Linked DNA regions of Mus musculus: region 1 is linked to region 2. A link is a contact called in public promoter capture Hi-C data. All regions are on one chromosome and are shown on one strand. The core of a region is the stretch at or near the end of the contact, and the rest is flanking DNA. Distances in the headings are between cores, read along the strand shown.

Region 1 (4,985 bases), core at 1,620-4,119, 2.1 Mb after region 2:
GTCACCAAGCTTCCAAAGCCGGTCCCTCAGACTGTGGGGCTGTGGAGCTGTGGGGCTGCTTCCTCTCATGGCCCACCCATAGCTGTCACTCAGTACCATCTTCACCCTTCCCAAGTGGAAGGGGCTGAGTCATTCGTGTTCCCCTGATGGATGGCACTTCAGACTGAAGCTCATTCACACCCAAGTGTCACCTCAGGCATTGCCCTGTGAAGCCTCTCCAATGAAAGGACTTTTTCTTCTTGAAAGACATCTGGGGAGCCTCAGCAGACAAGCGCTGTCAGGCGGGATGCCCCAGAAGCTACCCAAGACCTGCATCTGCCCTGGCCTGACCTGGCGGCTGCCTCTTCTCCTCCCCACAGCTCCACCTGCCTAGAAAAGTTCTCTACCCTCTGCCTGGTTACATCTCCTAGCTTCCAATTCCCAGAATAAGGCTTGTAAACACACACACACACACACACACACACACAGAGTCAGAGAGAGAAAGAGACACAGATACAGACAATCTCTCTCTATCTCTCTCTCTCTCTCTCTCTCACACACACACACACACACACATGCAAACCACCCACAAAACATACATGTACCTGAAAATAATGGTATTCACTAGCACAGGTAAGACACAGTAGAACACACACACACACACAGAGCACATGTCACCTTGGCAGGGCATATATCCCAAACTGAGGTTTCCTTGATGAATGCCCCTGAACTTCCTCTGTCCAAACCTCCAGGGTAGCTTCTCGCACAGAGTCTGAGTGGGAAGAGCCACCCATGACCAGAGGAGAAAGCCACAAGGCTCCGACTCAGACCACACGAGGTAGGGTAGCATGAGGAAGGCAATGGAGGCCTTGCAGCAGGGCCTCGAGTCTGGCTCTCAGATGTCACATCTGCTTGATCAGGCAGAGAGCTGTCGGTCAGGGCCTCAGTGTCACAGGCATCCAGAGGTGACCACAAGGGAGTTGCTGGGGTCTTGGGAGGACTAAACAGCAAGACCGAAGCAAAGCTCTTATCTCACAGGAAGCACTTCTGTAACCAATGGTCTTTTAGGAAACTCCGTCCCGTAGACAAAAACCAACTCAAGATGGATTCCAGAACTCTAATATAGGGAAGAGACTGGCCACCAACTCCATGCTCTTCACACACACCCTGTAACTGAAATGGATGTATTCCATCTTGAAACCTGAACTGTGAGTGTCTGTGAGTTCCTGTCTTGGTAATCAAGAGCTCTGCATGGCTGAAGAGCCACATTCGCACAGAGCTGCTCGGGGCCGTGTGGACACAGCGGACACGCTGGGCTTTCCTGGGCTATCATGGGGGTCCACGTGCTGCAGTGACTGATGGTGGGTCTCCTTTCCGTTCCTGCCTCTCTTTCCGTGGTCTCCTTTCTCTTTTTTGAGAAGCCACACAACTCCTGAGCCTCTGTGAGGCACCAGATAGTACACTTGCAGGTGAGTGAGCCTTAGGATAGCGTAAGAATAAAAGTACAAATTGTCCTTTGCCAGGCGACAGGGGGCCCTCTGGCCCAGGGGAAGCTGGGAGTTAGCCTGCTTGGCTAGGACAGCTTCTCCAGGTTCCTCCTTTCCCACTGCCCTCCCCAGCTGGGGTGGGGTCACAACCTCCCTTAGCCCTGCCTGCCTCTGGACAAGTCTAGCTCAGGCCCCACACTGTGCCTGGCCCTAGGGGCAGGCAGATCTAGGAGGAGCAGCCCAGCCCCCAGCCCCCACCCCCACCCCCACCAGCCGGCTGCATTTGTTCCAGGGGGGCAAGGGTCTGGTGCAGTGACCCCTGGGACTCGCCTCTCAGTCACTGGCCCAGGCAGCTGGGAAAGGCTCTGACCTCCACAGAGACAGAGGGCTTCTGGGAGAGGAGCCCCAGAAGAGAGGCCTGAACTCAGAACCTACTCTGTTTTCCTGAGAACAGTCCTGGTCTTAAATGGAGCTACAAAAAGGAAAGCACTTCCAATCAGGAGCTTAGCTCTTCATTTGGCTTTCCCTGTAAGAGACAATCTTATCACCTTCTTCCAAACGCCCCCCGCCCCCCTCCCCCCCCCCCAAACCATAGCTTCAGTGAGACCCGGGTGACCCAAACCCCTGCCTCTGCGTACAGAAACCCCAAAGAAGGACGTGCTTTTAAAACAACATCTACAAACAAGCTTGTGAGGAAACCCCTTGGCTCCGCAGTGAGTGGGTGTGCACTGAAAACGGAATGAATGAAGTGACCCTGCTCAGGGGTGGAAGGGGTACACATTTGTGCAACCAGAATAGACCTCGGAGAGAACTATTTCTAAGGCAAACTCACGGAGGCTCTTTGTTTTCGGTCGCCCCTTGAAGGGTTTGACACAGAATGACTGCAAAGCTCATCTAGGAAAGAGTTTCCAATCTCTCCTCCTTCCTCCTCTTCTTCCCCCGCCCCCCCCTTCTCCTCCTTCTCCTCCTCCTCTTCCTCTTCTTCCTCCTCTTCCTACCCTTCTTCCATTCTGTGTTTAGCTAGCTTTCTCTCCTAAGTACAAACTCTAGACAAGAGTTCAGACTAGCTATCACTTCTGCCCCAAAGACAGTGATCACCACCAGGTCAGGATGCAGATGGCTCTAAACCGTTCTTTAGCACACTAGGGCGTCTGACCCGCTGCTGGGGAAGCTGCAGGAACACACAGCACAGAACACAATACCAACACCCCAAACTTCCTTCGCTGCAGGAGAAACTAGCTCTGAGCTCTGCATTTGTGCTCAAGCAGAACGGGCAGGCGTCAGGCGCTGCGCCCCACCAGCAGCCAGGGCACAGTCGGGCGCCTGGATGACCACTGCAGCTCAGCCAGGGGCCCGGAGGAGAAAGCAGGCACACGGTGGAGCCACAGCGCCATCAAGTGGTCAGTTTGCGAATGGTCGCGAGACGCATGCCCTGAGCTCAGGGACAATGTCCAGGGTTCCCAGTGTCAACTGTCCCTGGAGAAAACAGGGCTGCCAAGCCTTCATTCCAGGACGTGGGGCAGGAGCCTACAGCCGGACACCATCTGTCAAGGCATGCGACACCCTCCAGGGCTGACCTGGAATCTGCCCTGGAGGATGTTCGGAGACCCTGTTCCAACTCTGAGAGAGGTCATAACCCAGGCACCGCCCTCTCCTCTAGCAATGTGCTCAGAGCCTACAGGTTTCTCAAGAGCTATGGGGCAGAGAGGGCACCACCTGAGTAGCAGGCCTATCAGCCTGCCTGAATTATGCAGGGATGGGGCAACAGAGAGACAGCAAGGCAGCTGCGAGTCCAGGCTGTGGGAAGGAATGGAGCCTCCGAGTGGGAGTTGCCGCCTGCAGCCCTGACAGGCCATGGCTTTAACACTCCCTTCTGGAACTCAGCATTTAATTCCAAGTGCCTCCTGGGACAGATCTGGTCCTTGGAGTCAAATTACAGTCCAAGAAGGACTCAAAACACAAAAATAAAAACACATACTTTGCAAATAGAGGAGTGTTCCAGACCAGTGTATATCTGAAGACCTAATTATATTATTTTCCTGCACATTTATAACTATGATAGAATTTAGTATGAAAAGCAAATTAAGAGATTATCAATAACTATTAAACAACCAGAATAATTATAACAATACACTGGGGGGGGGGTGTTAAAAAAATCACTCAATATTTACAAATTCTTTATTTCTGAAATTTTCTACTTAATATATTCTGATACCGTTTCCAGCAGAAAATAGAGTTGCAGACATGAGAGGGGGCAGTGCTGTGTAAAGGCGGACAGAACAGTGGGGCGCCCTCTGTCCTAGTGCTGGCTCTGCACATGCAATCTCTGTCCTAGTGCTGGCTCCACTGCACACAGGACCTTGTTCAGCTTTCACCACAACCTTAGGAGATGGGTTCTTTTTATGATCTTTTTCTATAGGAAAGGCAGAACCCAGAAATGAAACACCCTACCCCTAGCTGCCCATTGGAGAGGGACAAAGCCAGGCCTGGATTCCAACACTGGCTTCCTGCCTCCAGACGCCATCCTCCCTCCCTCCCTCCCTCCCTCCCTCCCTCCCTCCTTTCTCTCCCTCCAGGGGGAACAAGGTTTTATCAGACAGAGATGTGCACATTTTTCAAGAGGGAGGGGCATCTTTGCAGACAGAGCTGGCTAGAAATGCCTAGCTAGGTTTGGGCATGAGAGATTGTGCAGGTGAGGGGCTGAGGCCTTCAGGGTGGACCCTGCCCTTTCTAGCTTCACTCCCACACCAATCTTAGGCCTCCCTCCCGGAAGCACCTTCTGCATGGGCCCCTCCCTGCTCTGGCTTCTGCAATTGACTTCCAGGCCAGCGTGCCCAGCTCGCCCTTGGAGCTGCCAGGACTCAAGGTTATTCAATGACACCCCAACTGCCAGATACAAAGAAACTGTTCTCAACCCTCCCTCCCCTGGAGGCTCATAGCTCTGACATTCCCACTTGCAGAAACACACTTGCATGCTTGTGCGAGTGTATACATGTGTTGGGGGGGGGGCGTGTGTGCCTGCGTGTGTGCCTGCGTGTGTGGAGGACAGAAGTCCACTTTGGGCATTTTCTTCTGCTGATCTCTGCCTTGGTTCTTGAGATAAGGGTCTCTTAGTAAACCAGCAGGCTCACCGATTTTCCTAGGCTGGCTGGCCAGTGAGCTCGTTGTGTGTGTGTGTGTGTGTGTGTGTGTGTGTGTGTGTGTGTGTGTGTGATGTGTCCAGTCTCTGCCTCCCCAGTGCTGGTATTACAGCAGCCAAGAGCATAACCCTGCCTTGCCTGGCTTTTAAGCAGATCTTAGGGCTCTGGCTGGGTCCTCCTGCCTCCAGAGCCAACACTTTACCCACCGAGCCATCTCCCAGAAACAGCTGTTCTCGGAAGCCTCGGAACACAGCGACATAACATTTCCTTGTCTCCTTCTCACTTTTGTGGATGCTCTATGCTCACAAGTCACCTGCTTCATAAACTGCCAGTGCGCAGCAGGGAAGTCAGACCACGGTGACAAAGACAGCTACAGGCT
Region 2 (4,826 bases), core at 849-3,348:
AGTAAAGTCTGTGGTAAACAGAAAGACTAGAGTTATTACTTTATCTACCTCTACAGCAAAACTTACACAACCAAACAAAACCATAGGATATTGTGTTCATTTCTTTAATGATCTTCCCGCTCTATGAAGCTGTCTTGGCCTGGTGCTTATTCATTTTACTAAGAGTGAACTATTTAAGTAAAACAACTGTAAACTAGAAAATACTTCCTTTCTCTGGGTAGCTGGGCTATTTCTAACAGAGATCCTAACCTGTGGGGGCAGGGGTGGGGGTGTTCCTATAGTTTGGAAAACTCTTCACCATCTACTTAGGCAGTGAGTCACAACACAGAAGAAAGAAAGGAAGAAAAAAAAATCAATGAGCTGTTAACTCCTTTTCTATGCCTTGGTCAAGGAAGAGTTAACGTTTTCCGTCTCTGGATTCATTTCGCTTCAGGCTACAACCTGGGTTCTAATATAGTCATCTTTGCAGATTTAACCCAAGCTATTTATAAATAATATATGACTTAATATATGATAAAGAAGACTTTCCTTGTGGGAAAAAATATCCCATTATACAAGGGCTTAAATGGCAACCCTCAGTATTGGGGCTTGATGGGGATTCAGCCTCAGCAAATGAAATGCCATTTGGATATCAAAAGAGTCCCAGGGCTTTCATGATCCATTCTGCACCCTCTTAAGTGTATTGCTCATGCTAGGAAAAGAGGCAGGCTTCTTAAGGTAAAATGAAAATCTATGCACATTTCACCAGCACCTCCTAGGGGCCAAGTGCGGATGTGGGACTAGGAGGTGGGTATCCACTCAGCAGCTCAGAACGGCTCCTTTCAACACTCGTACACATAAAAGTGTGCCCTGCTCCTACCACCTAGAACGCGAAATATTTTGTAGAGGTTGTTTGGTGACTCAAGGCAGTCTTTACGGGCTTAAGTTAAAGGTAGGCAGATGCTTTGGGGTGCTTGAAGCATATTCATTAAACCGGACTGCAAAACTCCGTGGAAGATAAAAGACTCCTAAACGCATCATGTCATTTTAAAAGCAAAGCTTCGCTACGATACCAATGTACTCAGAGATAACATGCACCTGCTTTACACACTCAGTGGAGAATTCATTTATAAATTGTCAGGATGCAGGTGCTAACCGAGGCTGGTTTTTGAAGGTCTGCAGTACTCTTGCCTGGTTGCTGGGAAGGAGGACGGGGAGGCGCTGGAGCGAGGGCAGAGCTGAGAGTCTGTAGGAGTTGCTGTTCCAGAGAATTCATTACTCTCTAATTGTTCTGGTTTTACATGAGCAGAGCTTGCCGGGCGGTGGTGGAGAGAAAGATCGAGGGCGAGGGCGGACAAGGCGAAAGGAACCAGCGGCTCCCTCCCTTCCCCCACACATCCCAGAGAAGTCTAGGCGCATTTTTTTTCTTTTTTTTTTTTTTGTAAGTAATTCACCATCATTTGCGAGGAGAAACGGCCCAGTCAGACAAGCAATCGCTAGCACATCTAAATTTTGCAGGGTATTGAGTGCGGGTCCCGGGACCCTTTCCAGGTTTAATTTAAGGATTATCCGCAAGCTGCAGTTGAGTGCTCTGTGGGTTTCCACAGTCTACAGGCTGGAAAAGGGCTGGAGGGAGACGCACCCCAGTGGTTATTTATTCCCTCCCTGCTGTAGACGTCTTTCCCAGGCACTGACACCTCTCGGGCCCTTATACAGGAACACGTACAGCCGGCCTCCACTGTGGAAAGAAACCGGGAAGTGTGGGTCTCACAGAACCCAGTAGGAAGCTTTGCCCAAGGCCAGGCTGCAATTAGGCAGCCGCATGGAGGCTGAGCTTCCCACCTGTTGCTGTACCCTCTGGGCCGCGACTTCCTCCTCCTCAGCCCAGAGCTGGACTCTCAGACCAGGCTAGGCAGCTGGAGGAGGTAGAGGAAGCCACAGCAGGTTCCGAGGCTGGCAGAGCCAGGGTCCGCGGGTGTAGAGATCCTCCTCCTCCTCCTCCTGATGGCGGTTCCCGGGGCGGGGGAAGCGCAGCCACGTGCGCTCCGATTGGCCAACAGTGGGCAGAGGGCGGAGCCAACAAGGCCGGTTATCACAAGGACCGCCTCCAGGCTATCGCAGAGCGCACTGGAGCCCTGGCCAGCGCGCAGCCTTCCCAGCACCGGCAAGCAGTGTCTTGGGAATTCTCACTTGCTTCGGCTCATTCTCTTTCACAAAAACCACTGGATCTTACATGCTTCTGTAATCCCCACTTCCACTCCATGTCCCCATGATCCTGTACCAGCAACAGGTAAGGGCTTCTGTGTTTTCTTCCTGTTCTCTTCTGGGTTGTCTGTGTGTGTCCAGGGCAATGAACTTGCTCCACAGTCCTCTACCCTACAGCTCCGGCTGCTCCGGAGGTGCCCAGTTGTCAGGCTGCTGTTAATGCTTTCCTCCCGCAAGCTTTGGAGTCCCGGCTCATTGCCTATATAGTTTGTGTGCGCACCAGAACATCCTCAGAGCTAAAAATACTGAGACACGCTTGGAAGAGTTGAGCAATAGAAACAGATTTCTCTGCAGCATCTGTTTGTGCTCATAACTTCCAATGCACCAGCTGTAGGGAGATATTGGGTTTAGAGTCAAGCGCGAGCCTGGCGTGGATTCTTCCTCTTATTGCGGGTGAGAGGGAGGAAGAGAAGGAGACTGGGGCTTGATCGGACCAAGAGACTTAGCACTTAATCTAGATCCTTGGTGTTTGGGGAGGGGGAGTCCTTGCTACAGATACAGCACAAAATTCCAGAGTGAGCTTCTCAAGTCTCAAAGTTCCTTTGCTGAGAAAAAAAGGAAAAAAGTAGCAGCCAGAGTTGGATTTTAGCTTCAAGACCGCAAAACTTTCCCATCCGATGTCGGTCTCCCCTAAGTACTTTGCTATTCTTAGTAATAATGGTGTAAATTCCTCATTTGAAGACAGTGTGGTTTAAGGGAAGCAATGATCGAAGCAACTTGATTCAGGGAGGAAAACGACTGCATCATAACTAGTACTCCTATGACAGTTGAGGGAAAAACCAAGTTAGGAAATGGGTAGTCGCACGTCCGTCTGCTTCAGTCTGTCAGTGGAGATTTGGATGAGGTTATCCATTCTAGAGATTTTCACAAACTCCGAAGATACCTGGCAGTAAATAAAGGCATTGCTTGAAAACCTGTTTTGGTTAAGCACAGAAGAGAATTAATATATCTCCTTTAATCATTTGTTGTCTTTTCCTATTAATAATTAATAGGCAGTCGTATTTCCTCTTGGAAACCAGCTCTGTAGGTGCACTGTGAGCTACCATTACACTTGTCTTTCTCTTCTTACCCACATCTAAGGGTTTTATTTTTATTTTCATTACATAGTTGAGTACACACACACACACACACACACACACTCACTTCCCAACGCTCAGGAGAAAAATAGGTTACTTCAAGTATGGTGGGAACAGTGACAGTCAGGGTCAAGGTCATCTCAATTTGTTTTGTGCCTCTCACTTCATATTGTGGTATTTATTTTGTTACATGATTGACAGCTGTAAAGGATCTTGTTTTGCATTTTTGTGAAATTACTTAAACAAACAAACAAGCAAACACAAACAAAGCAGTCAGCCCCTTTCAGACACTCCTTGTAGAAACTCTCTGGCCAGCTGTCTTTCTTTGAATTCTGAGTAGTTTAGAAGCTTGTCCCTCACCCATCTTTACCTGAAGGGTGGTACCATTTCAAAACGTTTAAAAAGATATAAATTCTTGTTTGCTAAACACAAGTTGTCCTTGACATGTACACATGCCTAGAGTTTGCCACAAACATTGCTGTGTCTCAATGTTAGAGGCAACACTCACACAGATATAAATGGGTGTCTCACCCCCCCACCCCCCGCCCCCTGCACTTGTCCTTCCCCCTCCCTTCTGTTTACTGAGCTTCACAGAGGTTGCTCTGCAGCAATAGGAATCACATAGCAACTTGTGCCCAGAGCACTCTGGGGCTGGTCTACATGGCGTCAGCTGGGGAATAGCTGCTCCAAGTACTCATTAGCAGACTTCTTTCGCCCAGCATCTTTTCTTCTGATATTTCCTGTCTTTAGTTAGAAACTTACTTTTTCACTGAGAGTCAATAAGCTTCTTATAGGACATTGTGATTTTCATTTATTCTTCCGAAGTACCTTTATCTGGTTTTCACATGTTCTCTTGGAGGATATATATATATATATATATATCTCCTCCCATTTTTCCCTGCATATTCATCCCTCTACTTCCATCTCTCTCCTCTAAGATCTACCTAAGATTGAGACGCTGAACTATTTTTTCCATTGCTTATGATTAAATTTGGATCTGCCTATAAATAGTCTTAACATGAACAGCAGCACATGTAGCCTCTCAATTTCCCAGAAATGCTTTCAACCTCATTGGCCGTGGTCTGGGTCAAATGATTATTCATGTCCATGGACGATAGATTTGAATCCTTAAATATCTGAGCTTTAAGGTGACTTCTTTACTCTTCACCAAATCCATTATTGGCTCTCTACACGGCCTTCAGGGACGATTATCTGACTATACTATGAGTTAGCTGTTTCTCAGAACATTTTGGGGGATAATATTGCATGGAAATCTTTTTCATAAAAGATTTTCCACGATGTCTTGGTGATTCCCACAGAGGGATGAAAGGGCAAAGGAACTTTCTGCTTGTTTGAAGTCACTGGGACATGTGGATCTGTCAACAACAAAGACAAGTGAACTATAAAGACAGTTAACCTGCCAGACTGTAGCAGGTTCTAGACTTTTGCAATTGAAAGCAGTTCCATAAAAGTGCAATGACATATGACATGTGTGTGCACATATGC

What was found. Promoter capture Hi-C pulls out the DNA fragments that hold promoters and counts their contacts.
Region 1: a contact with region 2 is called in a promoter capture Hi-C map of hippocampal neurons, with 12 times the contacts expected there. The contact joins the enhancer-like site here to the promoter of Kcnj2 in region 2. A contact is called at or near these places in 3 of 39 promoter capture datasets (embryonic stem cells, hippocampal neurons and pre-B cells), 2 of 115 datasets of contacts at active chromatin or transcription factors (astrocytes and forebrain) and 1 of 9 other capture datasets (embryonic stem cells).

What each region holds. Positions count from the first base shown.
Region 1 is chr11:113,162,447-113,167,431 of GRCm38.p6, forward strand. The region is part of intron 1 of 2610035D17Rik (RIKEN cDNA 2610035D17 gene); the gene reads right to left. All of the region lies in intron 1 of LOC115487747 (a long non-coding RNA gene), which reads right to left. Among named protein-coding and RNA genes, the nearest start is that of Gm39467, 31 kb to the left of the region's middle. Within about 2 kb of position 2,870, at least 86 of the 459 cell types and tissues checked have an H3K27ac peak or open chromatin away from gene starts, as enhancers often do. A contact at or near this core is called in astrocytes and hippocampal neurons, where this site is marked.
Region 2 is chr11:111,064,066-111,068,891 of GRCm38.p6, forward strand. It overlaps Kcnj2 (potassium inwardly-rectifying channel, subfamily J, member 2), which reads left to right and starts at 2,099. Exons shown (of 2, transcript NM_008425.4): 1 at 2,099-2,269.